Linked DNA regions of Mus musculus: region 1 is linked to region 2. Evidence: chromatin contacts called from public targeted proximity ligation data. All regions are on one chromosome and are shown on one strand. The core of a region is the stretch at or near the end of the contact, and the rest is flanking DNA. Distances in the headings are between cores, read along the strand shown.

Region 1 (4,349 bases), core at 413-2,912, 55 kb after region 2:
CATATCACACACACAAACACACTACACACCATGCACACAATACACTATACACATATACCATACATACCACAAATGTTACATGTAAAATAAACATACATATACATACATATACACAATACACATATCACACATACATACACACATCACACACACATACATTACACACAAATACATACCACATACACTACATATCAAGCGCGCACACACACACATAGACACATCACACACAGAGACATATACACACTCATAGACACATCAGACACACACCACACACACAGTCACATCACACACACACACACACACACAGGCACACCACACACATAGGTACATCACACACACACATAGGTACATCACACACACACAGACACATCTCACACACACTCACACACACCCACACATACCCACACATACCCACACACACATACCACCTTGCCCTTTCCACTCAGTGCCCACTGAGCCCACTCCCTGTGGTACACCCCTCCCTATTCCAGCTGCTCTCTTCTCATTACGCCTCACCTGACCCCTCTATCCTATAGGATTGCATCCTCTCGGGGTCTCAAAGTCTACTGCCATTCCCAACAATATGATCACTCAGCCACAGGCTCACCACGGCTACCACATGAGACTGTAAACACTGGTGTCCACTCTGCAGCCACACAGCTTCAGAGCTTCCTAGTGTCCACTGTGTCCCTCCTGTCCTGTGTCTTCCATGCCCCAGATGATGGCACCACCCTCTCTCTGTTCTTTCACTTTTATTTTTGAGACAGTATCTCATGTATTCACTTCAAATTTCAAACTTGAGATGTAGCAAGATGACTCTTTGAATACCAGGTCTCTTTTCTCCACTTCTTGTATGCTGGACTTACAGGTGTGCACAGCCATGACCACCCCAGGATCACCCCAGGACTCTGCTCATGACAGGAAGCACCTGACCAACTGCACTACATTCCGCCTTTGCTCCCTTCATAGAGCCAACAAAAGCCCACCTTCTGCTTCACCACACATACAAAAGTCACACACAAACCAAAAACATATACAGACATGCCACACAGACAAACCATACCACATACACACACTAACCACACATTACAGACTGCATACATACACGTACACCACACACATACTACATACACCATACATACACACTGTACACACACATAAAACAAGCACACAACACACATACACACACAAACCACACTACACACATTGCACACACATACACATACACCACACACATCACATTCACATACTATATACACCGTACAGCCGGGAGTGGTGGCGCACGCCTTTAATCCCAGCACTCGGGAGGCAGAGGCAGACGGATTTCTGAGTTCGAGGCCAGCCTGGTCTACAAAGTGAGCTCCAGGACAGCCAGGGCTATACAGAGAAACCCTGTCTCAAAAAAACAAACAAACAAAAAATTATATACACCACACACAAATAAACCACAGCACATAAAAACCACACACACACACACACACACACCACACTACAGACTGCACACACATACACCACACACACATAAACAAAAATCACACACGCATGCACACACATGCACCACATATATACCACACACACATACCGCGCGCACACACACACACCATGGACAGTATTAGGAGGAGGCGGCCCACACTAGACGGGGTGGGGCCTACTAGACAGGGCGGTCTTTGATGAAGGAAGTCCCAACCAGCTGCTGGTGCCCAGAACTGCAAGCCCTTGATCTGGATCTGGTCATGGAGGTGGAGCCTCCGCTCTACCCTGTGGCCGGGGCCGCGGGTCCTCAAGGGGATGAAGACCGGCACGGAGTTCCTGATGGGCCAGAGGCTCCCGTGAGCAGGGCAGGGAAACACAATGGGACACCGGACCGACTGCCCCGCGGGGCACCCGGGGGGGGGGGGGGAAGGTCCCTGGGATGGGAGGCCCCCTGTACCCTAGGATGAGGGGCGGGGCTCCAGACTGGGGACCAGGGTCTCAGAGTAGGAACACACTCTGGAATAGGGGATGGGGCTCTGAGTGGAAAGCTGGAACCCGGAGTGGGGAGCAGGGATTTAGAGAAGAGACCAGGACTCCGGGTCAGGGGGACAGAGATCCAGAATTGTGGACTGACACCCCGAGTGGGGTGCGGGGGCCCTGGGATGGGGACTAGGACCCTGGATGGGAAACCTGAGTTCCTGGAAGCCGGGATAGGGTCTGGAGTCCGACCGGGGAGCCAACATGTGATTAGTGATTGGCCCGCAGTTGGACGAACTCGTGGGTGCGTACCCCAACTACAATGAGGAGGAGGAAGAGCGCCGCTACTACCGCCGCAAGCGCCTCGGAGTGGTCAAGAACGTGCTGGCGGCCAGCACGGGTGTCACCCTTACTTACGGCGTCTACCTGGGTAGGGAGGACACACTAACCCTGCTAGCCCTCTGCTTCCCCTCCCCCTCCACTCCCGAGCTTGGAAAGAGAAACCTTGCGGCTAGCTGGCCTCCTTCCCCTTTCACTTCCCGGGTCACATCTGCTGTTGCTGTGGCGTGCACTTGGGACTGGGAGGCGGGGTGTGCCACAAGCCAGTGTGCCCCCAACCCAGCCAGAGACTCGGTGCGGGAGGCTGGGAACGGGAGTCTTGTTCTTATCCTGGTCCTGATGAATACAGGAAAGGGTCGCTTAGGTGACTCGGCGCCCTGCCAGCCTTGCCGTGAGCTTGTTTAGTTGTTCTGAGCCAGACTGATTAGAGCTCTCTACGATGCTCCCTGTCCCCAGGCCTCCTGCAGATGCAACTGATCCTGCACTATGATGAGACCTACAGAGAGGTGAAGTATGGCAACATGGGGCTGCCGGACATCGATAGCAAGATGCTGATGGGTATCAACGTGACGCCTATCGCTGCCCTGCTCTACACACCTGTGCTCATCAGGTGCCAAACTTCTGTTTCCGCGCCCCCCCCCGACTTTGTGGGGTACAGAGACTGTTGGATCATAAGGCCACCTGCTGCCCTCCTATTTTGGACTGAGGCGAACTGCAGAGAGGCCTTGCTTGTTTGGAAGAGTGAGAAGGAAAAGGGGAAATCCCAGCTATAGAGGAGGAACCAAGAGATCCCCCATCCCCCCTCCCCCCATCTGCACATTTGGTTTCATGGGGACTCTGGCATCCTACCAGACAAACTGTGACTTCCTGGGCTACAGCCTTGAAACCCCCAGCACAGCCCAGGTTCTCAGCCCAGTGAGCCATGACTATGTTGAAAAAAAAAAGGTCTCACAGAAAAGGTCTTAGCTGCAGAGGCTCAGGTTGGTCAGGCTGGAGCTCTAGGGCACATATGGTTCAACCTCCAGGCCATTGCAGAAATGTTCCCCAGCCTGATGAGACTCCTGAAATGGGTAGATTGGGGAGGAAGGGTTTATTTCACATGATAGTCCATCATCCAGGGAAGTCAGGGCAGGAACTCAACCAGGTAGGAACTTGGAGGCAGGAGTGGATGCAGAAGCCATGGAGGAATGCTGCTTACTGGCTTGCTCAGCCTGCTTTCGTATAGAACCCAGGTCTACCACCCCAGAGGTGGCACCACCTAAGTGGTCCCCCCGCCCCCCATCCAGAAGCAATCTAGAAAATTCATCATAGGCTTGCTTCCTTACAGGCTAATCTGTTGGGGGCATTGACTCAGCAGAGATTCATTCTTCCCAAGTGACTCCAGTTTGTGTGTCAAGTTGACCATCAACTAACCTGCACACAGGCTCTCACCCAGGAGCCTCAGCTGACTCTCAGGATTCTTCTAGTTCAGCCTCCTGGGTGCTGGGACTACCGGCTGTGTTATCACGCTGGCTGGCTTTATACCTCTTAAAATGTATCACCTCTAATGCAGAGTAAAGTCTTATTTTGTTCCATCACACAGCCAGGGTAGCTGCTCTTACTTTAGACATGAAGCAATCTTTCCTCACAGAGTTGAAGGGCGTAGCCTGTAGGTTTAAGATTTAGCTGAAAGTTGCCGGGTGGTGGTAGTGGCGCACACCTTTAATCCCAGCACTTGGGAGGCAGAGGCAGGCGGATTTCTGAGTTTGAGGCCAGCCTGGTCTACAGAGTGAGTTCCAGGACAGCCAGGGCTACACAGAGAAACCCTGTCTCGAAAAAACAAAACAAAACAAAACAAAACAAAACAAAACAAAACAAAAAAAGGATTTAGCTGAAAGTCAGTCACCGTGACCCTTTCTCAAAGGGTCCTGTATCCTGCACACCTACTAGCTGTGCATGCCTGGTTTAGTTTCCTTGTTTTTTGTTCTTGTTTGTTTGTTGTTTGTTTGTTTTTAACTTTTTCCTCCTTAAGTGTCGGTGAGTGGACCTAGGATACTATGCACTCTTGGCAAGCGCTTTAC
Region 2 (4,191 bases), core at 1,562-4,061:
CTGCTGCCTTTCCTGACAGCATTTCTATTTCTCTTTTATTTTAGTCTTTCCTAAGTCTTCCTTAAGTTTTGTTTGTTTTAAAGCCATGATTCATTCCTGTGATCTCAGTACTTGGGGAGGCTGATGAAGAAAGATTGAGATGGGGCTAGAGAGCTGACTAAGAGGGTTAAGAGCACTGGCTGATCTTCCAAAGGTCCTGAGTTCAATTCCCACCAACTACATGGCTACCCACGACCATCTGAAATAGGATCTAATCATTCATATATATATGTGTGTGTGTGTATATTTTTTTTAAAGGAAAGTTTGCACTGAGTTTGAGGTCAACCTGGGCTGTGTAGTAAAACCTTAACTAAAAAATCCTAACACTTCTCTCACCTCAGTTTGGTTGTGTTGGGGGTTGAATTCAGGACCTCCAAACCACCAGCACTTTAGAGGCAGGAGGACCATGAGATCAAGGCCAAGATCCCCCATTTCAATCAAACAAAAGATGGTAGCATAGGCCCATAGTCTCAGCTACTTGAAAGGCTGAAGCAGGAAACTCACTAGTTTGAATACAGAGAGAGTTTAAAGCCAGCCTGGGCAGTTTAGTCCAATCATGCTTCAAAATAAAGAGTGAAAAGCAGGAGGTTGGAAAGGTGGCTCAGACACTCCATAGATCACTGGCTCCTCTACAGAGAACCTAAGTTTGATTCCCAGCACCCACAGGGCTGCTCATAAACAGCTGTAACTCCATTTCCAGAGCATCTGTCGCACTTTTCTGGCTACCCTGTACAGAAAAATTAAAGGCTTCTAACTTCACTCAATGCAGTATTACACATGCTCCTTTCTGATCCTTGGCATCTTCCATCTAAGTCTTTTTCCCTTTCTGATATCTGCTGAAGATTAGTATATGTAGCTTCTAACTGACACTGGCAATCTGGGATCATCATCCAGGACTCTTACAGCATCTCTACCAGTTTCTTCTTTCTATGTTAACTCTTACAGCATCTCTACCTGTAACTAACTTCTGTATCGCAGTTTCCCCTTCCTCCTGTCCTCCAAGTCTCTCTTTCTCCTAAGAATAAAGAAGACCTATGAATATCAGCCTACACTGGTACATTAAGTTGCAGAAGTTGCTTGTTTCTTTCTTTTAAAATATATTTGAGTACTTCTGCATGTACACTTGCATGCCAAAAGAGGTCATCAAATCCCATTATAGATAGTTGTGAGCCTCTTTGTGGTTACAGGGAATTGAACTATGGACCTTTAAAAGATCAGCCAGTGCCCCTAACTGCTGAGCCAGCTCTCTAGCCCTCCTGTCTCCTGTCTGCTTCTTCTTCTTTTTTTTTTTCGAGACAGGGTTTCTCTGTGTAGCCCTGGCTGACCTGGAACTCACTCTGTAGACCAGGCTGGCCTCAAACTCAGAAATCCACCTGCCTCTGCCTCCCAAGTGCTGGGATTAAGGGCGTGCGCCATCACTGCCCAGCTTGAAGCTCTAGTTTTTATCACTAGCAACTTGTACATTGCCAAATCAGCAGGCATTTTGCTTTCCTCCAGTTGGACCCTCAGTAGCATCTGTAGCTCCTTTTCCTATAAAGGCAGCCATCTTGCCTCCTCTTCTCCCTTGTCTGCTTCCTCCCACTGCCCATATTTGAGTCAGTTGTTTGCAAGTGGTGTGAAAGTTATGTGAAATGTTAGCATTTTTGGTTTGGGGATGGGGGTGGGTGGGTTTAGAAACCAAAGTTGCCTAAACATAGTAGTCTTATCAGGGACTAGGATGTGTATGTTGCACCCAGCTTGTTTTCTAAATGAAATAGAGTAGGAAAAAAAACAGGAAACATTATGTTGTTGTGAGGGTGAGCGTTGATTGATGTGTATACTGTTTGGTTGTGTTTGTTAATGGGTAAATGCTAATTTTAGGAACTTTTTCTTTCCGTTAATATTGTATACATGAATATTGTATATCTATGTATTTATTTGTATTTGTATTTTTTGTATTTATTTTTGTGGGTGATTTGCTTGCAAGTGCCCCATGTGCGTGCCTAGTGCCCTCAGAGGTCAGAAGAGACTATTAAATCTGAAACGAGTTAGATTGTGAGTGATGTGGGTCCTGGGAATCAAACCGATGTCTTATGCAAGAACAAGTGCTGTTAACCTTGGAGTCATCTTCACTCCTTATATAATGTATCTCAATCACATAATCTCACTATATAATGTATCTCAATCCCCTTATTCCTCTTCCACTCCTCCAGACCCCACCTAACATGTGTCCTCTTTAAGAAAAACAACTCCTAGAGTCCAGTCCAGTTAGTACTGCCAGCATGCACATAGATGTGGGCCATCTATTAGAACATGGCAACCAGCCAGGGCCACATACTTAGAAAATTGACTCTCCCTTCCACAGAAACCATTAACTGCCAATAACTGCTAAAACAACCCCTCAGGTAGAAGTGGTACCATGTAACAACCACTGCCCTCCGCTCTGGAATGTTGACTGGCTTGATTTTGTGCAGGTCTTAATGTAGAAAACCATAGGTGCCGTGAGCTCTCAAGTGTAACAGCCAGGCCACGTCATGAAGACAGCTTGTTGGAGTGTTCCTGCTCATCTCCTGGCTAGTACACTCTTTCCACTTCCCCTTCCTTGATATTACCTGGGCCCTCAGGGCTCTTACTGTTGTGATTGCTTCAAGACCATTGCTGTAGAGAGGGAGTTCTCAGAATAAGTCAGTTTCTCTTTTGCTCTGATAGTTTGCTCGGTGTATAAGGTTTCAGTGTATATTGCTTCACGTGTTCCTGTCTGTCCCATAGACTGCTCCTGACTGTCCTGGTTGCCCAATTGAGCAACCACTCTCTTACTTCCTTGACTGCTCCAGACTTCCTCCATCAGAACTCAGCTCATTTGCACCCTGCACTTTTGGGTCTCAGTCAGTTCAGTGTTGTCCGGAAATCACTGCCCTTTCATAACCTGTCTCTCACAACCCACCTTCTGTCCCTTCATGGCCTTGACTCCTTCTGTAGTTCTGTTTAGTCATTTTGTGTTTTGAATGAATGAATGAATGAATGATTAAGTTTTATATCTGAAACTAAAGTAAGGTATTGATTTCTCCAAAAAGGTAGCACTAGCCTGTGACTGGCCCAGTGGATGATATGGAGTTTTGGGCTGGGGGCCACGCCCTGTTTGTTCTGATTACTGTTCTCTTGCTTCACATAGCCACCACAGAGAGCATCAGGGGCTTGAAATTGCTTATATCTCTGTCTGGGCCCCACATGTGTGTGCAGGTTAATGGGCTCTGCAAGAGTCTAGGTAGGATATTAATCCAGGTACCAGTGCCAGTCCTGCCATGCACATAGGCAGGAACTGATAGACTTACAGAACTTTAAAATCTAACATGTGAGGTCAAGTATTGTGTTGCCTGCCTGCAATATGTAACTAGAGAAACTGATGCAGGAGGTGCAGGGAGATTGGAAATTTAAGAGTAGCTTGGACAATAATGCAAAGGCTTTGTCTCAAAAACCAACCAGAAAAGGCTGGCAAGATGGCTCAGCGAGTAAAGTCAACTCACCACTAAGCCCAACCCTCTGAGTTCAATCCCCAGTGCCCCAGATGGGAAGAGAATACCAACTCCTGAAAGTTGTCCTCTGACCCCCATATTGTGGCATGTAGGCAGCCACAAACATGCACATTCTCTTTCTCTTCTCTCGTGTCTCTTCTTCTCTCTCTAATTTTTTTCTTTTTATGTGGATAGTGCTTGCATATTGTGTACAAACCCTGGATTCTATCAGCAAGCATGGTGGTTCACACTTTAATCCCAGCAGGAAGGAAGATCAGAAGTTCAGGGCTAGCTATAACAAGTTCAAGGTCAACAAGTGCTACATAAGACTGCCACAAGGAAAAGAAAAGTACAAAATTTAACATTTCCGACAAAGTTGAACCCTCATGGTCATTGTAATAACTCTGCAGTGTGGGAAGCTGGAAAAGAGATTTTAATCATAACAAAAGTCTGGATTTTTAAACAAAAGAAGCTTAGAAATGATTATACTGAAAGTTAGAATGTGGGTGTGGGGGAGGGGGAGTTCTGCAGATGACATAGAGCTACAGGGAGCCATACCTGGGAGATTGCCTACTCCAGGATCCTCTTGTTCAGTTATGGTCAGGCTCTGCTTGCTTTTGCAGTTTCCACTGTAGGAGGCGCCGAGGAGACTGCTCCCAGC

What was found.
Region 1: a targeted proximity ligation map of microglia shows a contact between it and region 2, with 3 times the contacts expected there. A contact is called at or near these places in 8 of 39 promoter capture datasets (the C10 cell line, embryonic stem cells, hematopoietic stem and progenitor cells and 5 more), 16 of 484 Hi-C or Micro-C datasets (B cells, CD4 T cells, DN3 thymocytes and 9 more), 10 of 130 datasets of targeted methods (the HPC-7 cell line, the NIH/3T3 cell line, the SCID.adh cell line and 6 more) and 3 of 9 other capture datasets (adipose tissue, liver and pancreatic islet).

Annotation. Positions count from the first base shown.
Region 1 is chr19:3,933,524-3,937,872 of GRCm38.p6, forward strand. Unc93b1 (unc-93 homolog B1, TLR signaling regulator) reads left to right here and starts at 1,663. Exons shown (of 11, transcript NM_019449.2): 1 at 1,663-1,829; 2 at 2,239-2,380; 3 at 2,746-2,899. The coding sequence starts at 1,671.
Region 2 is chr19:3,877,845-3,882,035 of GRCm38.p6, forward strand. The region is part of intron 3 of Chka (choline kinase alpha); the gene reads left to right. Among named protein-coding and RNA genes, the nearest start is that of Tcirg1, 27 kb to the right of the region's middle.